Linked DNA regions of Mus musculus: region 1 is linked to region 2. The links are chromatin contacts, called in public Hi-C maps. All regions are on one chromosome and are shown on one strand. Each heading gives the region's core, a stretch centred on a gene start, on an enhancer-like site or on the middle of the called end of the contact. The rest is flanking DNA. Distances are from core to core; before and after follow the strand shown.

The links. Hi-C and Micro-C count contacts between places; a contact is called where the count stands out from the background.
Region 1: a contact with region 2 is called in a Hi-C map of bone marrow-derived macrophages, with 29 read pairs. The contact joins the promoter of Mixl1 here to the enhancer-like site in region 2. A contact is called at or near these places in 14 of 39 promoter capture datasets (the 3T3-L1 cell line, 3T3-L1-derived adipocytes, the C10 cell line and 8 more), 1 of 15 datasets of contacts at CTCF or cohesin (embryonic stem cells), 8 of 484 Hi-C or Micro-C datasets (B cells, the G1E-ER4 cell line, Th1 cells and 4 more), 10 of 115 datasets of contacts at active chromatin or transcription factors (the HPC-7 cell line, astrocytes, bone marrow-derived dendritic cells and 4 more) and 3 of 9 other capture datasets (embryonic stem cells, liver and macrophages).

The regions. Positions count from the first base shown.
Region 1 is chr1:180,695,027-180,698,913 of GRCm38.p6, forward strand. It overlaps Mixl1 (Mix1 homeobox-like 1 (Xenopus laevis)), which reads right to left and starts at 2,008. Exons shown (of 2, transcript NM_013729.3): 1 at 1,594-2,008. The coding sequence starts at 1,986.
Region 2 is chr1:180,430,463-180,434,531 of GRCm38.p6, forward strand. It overlaps Stum (mechanosensory transduction mediator), which reads right to left. Exons shown (of 4, transcript NM_001081227.2): 4 at 1,911-4,069. Among named protein-coding and RNA genes, the nearest start is that of Gm39712, 24 kb to the left of the region's middle. Within about 2 kb of position 1,564, at least 122 of the 459 cell types and tissues checked have an H3K27ac peak or open chromatin away from gene starts, as enhancers often do. A contact at or near this core is called in the G1E-ER4 cell line, the HPC-7 cell line, Th1 cells and 3 more, where this site is marked.

The DNA.
Region 1 (3,887 bases), core at 758-3,257, 270 kb after region 2:
ACCTCAACCTCGGGTTGTAGCCAAGGAGAACCTTGACCTTGAATTTATGATTCTCCTTCCTCCACTCCAGAGCTGGGGTTACAGGCTGCACCACCACGAGTGGTTTGCGTGGTACCTGAGGATGGAACCCAGGGTTTCGTGCATGCTAGGCAAGCACTCTACCGATAAAACTGCATATTAGCCTTGACTCTCTGCTCAAAGTCTGGGGCTTACAGAAAGCACTTGAACCAATGGTTTGATGTTCAGAGCTCCAAACCTTCTCAGTCATCATTCTCAGATGCAAAGCTGGAATGCTGTCTGGTTCTGTCTACACTTGCTATACTTGGTTGTTTGTCTGCTTTTCATTTTACACATTAAAAAAAAAAAGAAAGAAAGAAAGCCGGGCGTGGTGGCGCACGCCTTTAATCCCAGCACTCGGGAGGCAGAGGCAGGCGGATTTCTGAGTTCGAGGCCAGCCTGGTCTACAAAGTGAGTTCCAGGACAGCCAGGGCTATACAGAGAAACCCTGTCTCGAAAAACCAAAAAAAAAAAAAAAAAAAAAAAGACGGTCTCAGCCTGGTGGTGGTAGCATACCCCTTCAATCCCAGTAGGTATTTTTCCTCCGTGAAGCTCGTTTCTGTGTGTAAATGTCTTTACTATTTCCCCACAAACGTGTTCTGCATAGGAAGCCCAGGGTGACAACTGCTGAAAGTGACAGTTGAAGCCAGGAGATAGTGGCACACCCCCTTAATCCTAGACAAAGGAGGCACATCTTTGATTTCAAGGCCAGCCTGGTCTCCAGAGCAAATTCCCGGACAGCCAGGGCTACCCAGAGAAACCCTGACTGGAGGGGGTAAAAAAGTGACAGTTGAGTAGTCACCCTAAGTCCAGGAAAAAAATAAACACTAAATGTCCACCCTCCTGAGGCAAGCGTCTAAACTGGGTGTTGGGGAACCTACCTGTAATCCAAGCACCCAGGAAGCTGAGGCAGAAGGATTGTGAATTGAAGTCCAGCTTGGACTACGCAGCATGAACTTGTCTCAGTCACACACACACACACACACACACACACACACACACACACACACACACACAGAGAGAGAGAGAGAGAGAGAGAGAGAGAGAGAGAGAGAGAGAGAGCAAGAGAGAGAGAGAGAGGCTTCTCCCTATCATCTCCAAAACTCTGATCTAAATGATCGACCTCAGACAATAAACTCACTTTGCAATATTTTTTCAAAGTGACAAGAAGTTCTTGCTTGTTTTGAAGGTGATCCAACCCTGCTCTGCTACTTAGAATCAAAGCCAGAGGAAGGCTTGTCTCTCTCTCTCTGTCTCTCTGTCTGTCTCTCTGTCTCTGTCTCTCTCTCTCTCCTTACTGGACGCTGGGAAAGAGTGCAATGACTACCTTCCTGCTGGGACCTTTCAATGGGTCCGCAAGCCCCTTAGCTGCCCAGATCAATCACATGGTAACGCGGCCTTAACTGACATCCCAGTTTGCAGTCTAGAACCATGAGGTTCAAAGAGAGTAACTTTTCCCCCACAGAATAAATGGCCCAACAAGCCTGTGACTTCCCAGCACCTCCACTGGAACGCGCAGCTGCGACCGCGACTCACCTGGATCCTGGACTCGGGTAGCAGCGTGAGCGCAGCCAGGCGCTCCCGCAAGTGGATGTCTGGGTACATGGTCTGTCGGAAGACGAGCTCCAGCAACTGCAGCTGCTCCGAGCTGAACGACGTGCGCTTGCGGCGCTGTGGCGCCGACGGGGCGGCCGAGCCTTTGGAGGGTCCGGGCGGATCCAGGCCGGCGGGGGTCTGCGCTGTGGGACTGGAGTCGCGGTTTGGAAAGCACTGCGTGGCTGCTGGGGCGCGAGAGTCGTGGGGCGCCGCGGGCAGCCCAGAGGCTGGGCGCATGGCTGGGAGCAGCTGCCCTCCGGGATGCGCGGCGGGGAAGATGGGGAAAGCGGCGCCTTCTGCGAACTGGAGCTGCTGGGACCCTGCTGCGGCCATGACTCCCGGACGCTTCCCTGTACCCCCGCGCGCCTGCAGTTATAGCGGCCCGGAGCCGGGGAGGGGGCGGCGGCGCCATCAAAGGCGTGGGTGCAGGGAAGCCGCGTCTCGTCTCCTCGGGGTGCGAGCCCGCCCCAGCCCCGCCAGACGCCGCGGGAATAATCGCTTCCGCTGACCCGGGGACGGAATGAGGGAGGCGCGAACTTGAGTCCGGGCCGCTCCGTCCCTTCTCCGCCCATCCGCCAGCCAGTCCAACCACCAATCCACATACCTCGAACCGCTTTGCCCCGGTGGGGTCGCCCCAAGTGCAGGCCGGACTTGGACAGAACCCCCTCTTCTGGGCCAGAAGACCTCTCAAGAGCGCCTGAATCTCTTGGGGGCTTGGTTCGTAGGTCCCCCGCGCTGTGCCTGGCCCGCTGTCCGCCTGTCACCATCAAAGGCGCTATTTACCACCCCTGCTATGTGCTAGACCTTACTCCAGGTTGGTTAAACAGCCTAGCCCTGCCCTCGGCAAACCACCCTGACACATCCTGAATCCAAGGGGGGGTGAAGATAAAGAGATCTCAAAGGGGACAGGCACACATCCTGAACAGTGACGCTGCTCCTGCCTAGAGTATCTGTGACCTGTCAACAAGAATGCTGTAAATTGGACGGGCTGAAGTTGTACGGGGTTAGCGCTCCTAAAGAATCCCAACAGTGCTCAGAACCCGAGAAGTTTCTGCTCCCTCTGATGCCACTCCTTGAAGTTTCTGCTCCCTCTGATGCCATTACTATTTCCTTTGTCCCCTGGGGTTCATTTGAGGTTCCTGGTTTGTTTTATGCGGATTTGTAGTTTAGTTGTGACTTCTATATCTGCTTCCCCTAGTGCACACATGCATTCATTTATTCATATAAGTCTCTCCCCACCTCCTTACCCTCTGGTCCTGAGAATAGGACCCAGTGACTGGAAAATCCTAAGCAAGACCCTCAGGGAACATCTGTTGAGACAGAAGCCAAGTTGCTTCATAGAGAAATCAGAGGCATGCAGCACTATAGCAGAAGGGTGCAGAGGCAGGCAGGGCAAGGAGCACGGCTTGCAAGGCCTCAAAGGGGCTCCCTGCAGAGGAAGGGGTATTCCACAGCCCAGCCCAGGACCTGTTCCTGCAACGTCTTCAATGCTAATGGGAAGTATCATAGGAGAAAGTATATGTGCTGGCCATGAGTGCATCCTGTCTACTAATACGCATGTGAGCCCCCAAAGAAGCCAAAAGAGGGAAGTGGGTTGTAAGCTGCCTGACACAGTGCTGGGAAGTAATGGGTTGTAAGCCACCTGATACAGTGCTGAGAACTGACCCTCTGGAAGAGCAGCAAGTGGCCATATCTTTACTATGGGCAATTATCCCAAGTGTCAAAGCACAGAGTGATCGGCAAGTTCTAGGCTTGACCTGTCCACCAGCTGGGGAGTCGTGGGAAGTGTCCTGGCCTCCTGCTTTATGCGGATGCTAAGACTCCCCAGGCCTGCTTTTCCATCTGATCCCTTCCCCTCAAACACACACACACACACACACACACACACACACACACACACACACACCTCCAACCCCTCTCCCTTTCTTTCTTCTTCTATTTCTTTGACAGTTTTTCAGTTTCACAGTGTATGGAATGGAAAAATCAGAATTTGATTTTTCTATGCTTTTATTTTTCTACTCCTACCCCGTACATATATCAGGGTCTCGTGTATACCAGGCTAGCCTCACACTCTCTATGTAGCCAAGGATGGACTTCCAGGATGCAAAGCTCTCTTTACAGACATTCCACACAATGCCTGATTTTATGCAATGCTGGGGCTCAAACAAGGCCTTGTAAATGCTGGACAAGCACTGGAAGGGCTATGCTACATCTTCTGCCATTTGTTCATCAAT
Region 2 (4,069 bases), core at 314-2,813:
TCCTGATTGCTGCTCTGTTCTTCTTCCTTCTTGCTATGATGTGAAATTCTCTGCTTTACAATACTCTCACCACTGGTCCCCAACATAGATTAGAATCCCTGAAACGATTTGAAAAACAAATCCTTCTTCCTTTGAGTTATATTAGACGGTCTAGTCCCCCAGCTATGGGAAAGCTAACACGAGCTGTGGGTTGTTCTGATAGACAGGAAGAGGCTGGACGTTTCCCTTGGCATATGAGGAGCTAAGTGCTGGTCCCTGATCACCCCAGCACTGGTGATAAAATTGCAGGCACATCTCTCTCTGTCTTTCAGCCAGCTGCTCCTGAACCAATGACAGGAGATGATGTATTCTTTCTACCCACCTGATGCTCATGAACCCTGAGATGCCCTAGGAGAGTGATTTTCAACCTGTGGGTCTCAACCCCTTTGGGGGGGCCAAGTGACCCTTTCACAGGGGTCACCTAAAACCACCAGAAAAAAATCAGATATTTATATTACTATTTATTTTTTTAAAACCTTTTTTTATAAGATGTATTTATTTATTATATGTAAGTACACTGTAGACACACCAGAAGAGGGAGTCAGATCTCATTACGGATGGTTGTGAGCCACCATGTGGTTGCTGGGATTTGAACTCAGGACCTTTGGAAGAGCAGTCAGGTGCTCTTACCTGCTGAGCCATCTCACCAGCCCTATATTACTATTTATAACAGTAGCAAAATTACAGTTATGAAGTAACCAGCAATGAAATTAATTTTATGGTTGAGAGTCACCCTAACATGAGGCACCATATGAGAGCCACTGCTCTAGAATATTCCATGGGTACAGGGAAGCCCAGAGGCTAATTATCCCCCAGGCACTGATCTTTCCATAACCCACAAGGGTTCCATCTTGTTAGATTTTTTTTTCTGCCTATCCAGAACTTTCTAGATTCGTCACGAATTGGTATGTGTTCTGGCGTTTCTCTGGCTGTTGATTTGTAGCCTTACAGTCTTGTACTCATCCAGGATATGGAAATTATTTTAATGTTGTATCCTTGTACGAGAGGATGTCCCATGGGCTGCTGAGACGAGTAAGTACTATACAGCATTTGAATGAAGTGCTCTATAGATGTCTGTTAAGACCATGTGGTGTACAATGTCATTTAATTTGAATGTTTCTGTATATTTTGTGGTGAGGGGATGACCTATTGGTAAGAGTGTGGTACTGAAGTCACCCAGTACTATCATGCTAAGGTTAATCTGTGACTTTCCATCTAAATAGCATGCGTTTTATGAGATTGTGTGTACCTGTATTCAGGGCACATACATTTAGAATCATAATGTTCCCCCGATGGATTGTTGTTTTGTTCGAAGTCTATTTTATCAAATTTTACAACAGTTTTGTGCGTTCTCCTGTGTTTATCTGTAATCTATTTCTTTCCCTTCATCGGTAAATTTGTTAGGTTCCCCAGGTCTCCGCGCATCAGCTAATAAAGATGTTGGCTGGGCTGTAGACTGCACCTTGCCACCCCCGCTGCATTTCAGAAGATCCCCTCGTGGTGGCAACCGTCAGCTCTAAGTTCTGACTACTCATACCCCGTGCTCATTTGTGGTTAGCATCATTTCAACATCTATCTCACACACATTTCCTTTGCCAGCCAGTCCAACCTCCCAGGAAGGAAACGGGCACTGTGCACCCTCGGGGCCTGGTGCTTCGTTCAGAGTCTACATCCTTGGCTACAGGGGACCCAGTGAGCGGAGAAAATGTTGGATTGGTCCCCAAGGAAAGGGGAAGATGGCCATCCAAATGGAAAGACCAGCAGGTGAGGTTGTAGGGAGAGAGAGAGAGAGAGAGAGAGAGAGAGAGAGAGAGACGAAAGCATTCAGGGCAGCTGGAGATCTGATTACAGAAATGGAAGACACAGGAATTCAAGAAGCTACCAGGAAGGTCACATGGATGTTTATTAAATAGAAAAGAGGAAAAAGAAGAATAAAAGATTGCCAAAACCATATTTCCAAGGGTTAAAAAAAATTGGAATGCCAAAGAAATGCCATGCTCTGTTATCTTTATAACACGGGGCACTATATGTATGTACACTGTATTATGTATGTATGTATGTACACTCCGTATGTACACGGAGATATGTACACGAGCTTTGTTGCGGGTGGCGTTCCTCACCACGTGTACAGTAGCATTGCTGGAAGGAAGGTCTTCAAAGCTGGCAGAAGGCTGGAGGAGAAGCGGGAGCCCTGCACTACCCCTGCGGGGCTCTGTGGACCCCAAAACAAGGGTGGGGACTCAAGCCTGGGGACACTGAGAAAATTAAGCAAAAGTCAAACCTGGGCCCCATGCTTCAGTTTAAGCCAGGAAAGTCTAGAATCTTTCCAAGGGCTGAGATAGTCCGAGCAGTCTCCAAGAACACTTGTAATCTTTAGAATGGGCTGGCAATGCCTCCGTACCCCCGGGCCCCCACCCGCCCGCCCTCCACCCCCCACCCGCCCTCCACCCCCCACCTGTGCTTGGACTTGGGCATATGGGGTCCCTGTGAGAAGGAGTGAGAAAAGTAAGCCCCCGATGTCGTCAGAGAACAAGAAAATGTACAGCAGTTAATTTAACAGACAAAAGCCAACGGCAACACCAAAACAGTAATCCACAACACAACGCGGCCTGCTCTTAATACAGTGATGCTGCCAGCATCTTCCAAAACAAAAGAGCTCCCGGGTGCAAGGGAGCCAGCCCGGGAAGAGCCCGCGACTACTCCACAGGAAATCGCGGGATTCTCACAAGCCCCAACGTCATTTGTCTCTGCTTAAAACTTGCCCCCTCCTCTACTCCTTGCTGGCTCCTGGGCTGGGGCAGGCAGTGTACTCGTTCAGAAATAAAAATCCTGCCAGAGTCGCAGAAAAGCGTCAGGAAGAGGTCTCTGCCCCTCCCCCACACCAGCAGACCAATCCGGAGCCGGGGGGCTGCAGTAGCTCTGGATAGGGGGATGCAGTGGGAATTCTGATCCCACAGACCCCAGGAGAGGGCAACCGGTGTGCACAGTGGACGGAGTTGAGGAGGGGTGACTGGCCAGGGTGAGGACAGCAGTTTTGTGGCTTTGAGTTGTCCCCACACTGGGGTGGGGGCTTCTCAGTGACATAGCTTACCAAGAGTCACCAATGCTCCATAGACTCACTGGGTCCCAGACTTAACTTTAGTGGAGTCATTTCTTTAGTCTCCCTTGGGGGGTTGTGGCATACCGAACTAGTGTTTGTTTTTGCCAGGAAGAGTCTGGGCTCTCCCAGTGGGGCTGTGCTTGACTGGGCTTGGACTCTCTAGACTCTTGGCTTTGGCAAGGTTGGGGGAAATGACGGACTGGCCTGATTTCTATACTGTAGATAGTTAAATGGAAGGGCATTGCTGTAACAAGACTGTAGTCACTCTGATGGGATGCACAGGACCACTCTGGTTGGGATTCATTGTGTCCTGGTGCATCGTGGGATTGAGGCTGGGTCATACTCTGAGTGGAAGTATACACTGCCTCTGTGAGCATTCAGCTCTCAGAAACTAACAGGAAGAAAGATGAAGAAGACTCTAAGTCCCTTGCTCACCACTTAGATGACCTCTTCACAATACCACTGTCCAAGATGACCTCCACATCCTCTACTACCTGGGCACAGAACTCTCTAGCAGGAGACAGAGCTCCTGGTAGGTGAAGAAAAGGTCTTCCCGAGCTTGCTGTCACTGGTGGAGGCTGGATACTGTAGGGATGTGACCTACAGGGCATCTTTGATCTGAGCTCAGGACCTGAGCACTTTAGCACTGAAAGAACGCTTGCTAACTGCAGAGCCTCCCTCACAGCACAGGGAGTGAACCTCATCCCAGGGCTGGCAGATGGTATCCTGGCTCCCTGCTTCCACTAGAGGGAAACCTTGCTCTGCAATCCGACGCGCTTCTGCCTGGGAGTAGGAGATGCAGTGGCCAGCTGGTTCTCTAAGTCCAAGCCCTCTCCAACCACAGAACAGACAGTCCCAGCTTTCTTCATGCAGGTCATTTACCATCACTAAGGCCTTGCATTTTTAATCTTAAGGTCAAAGGAACACTCA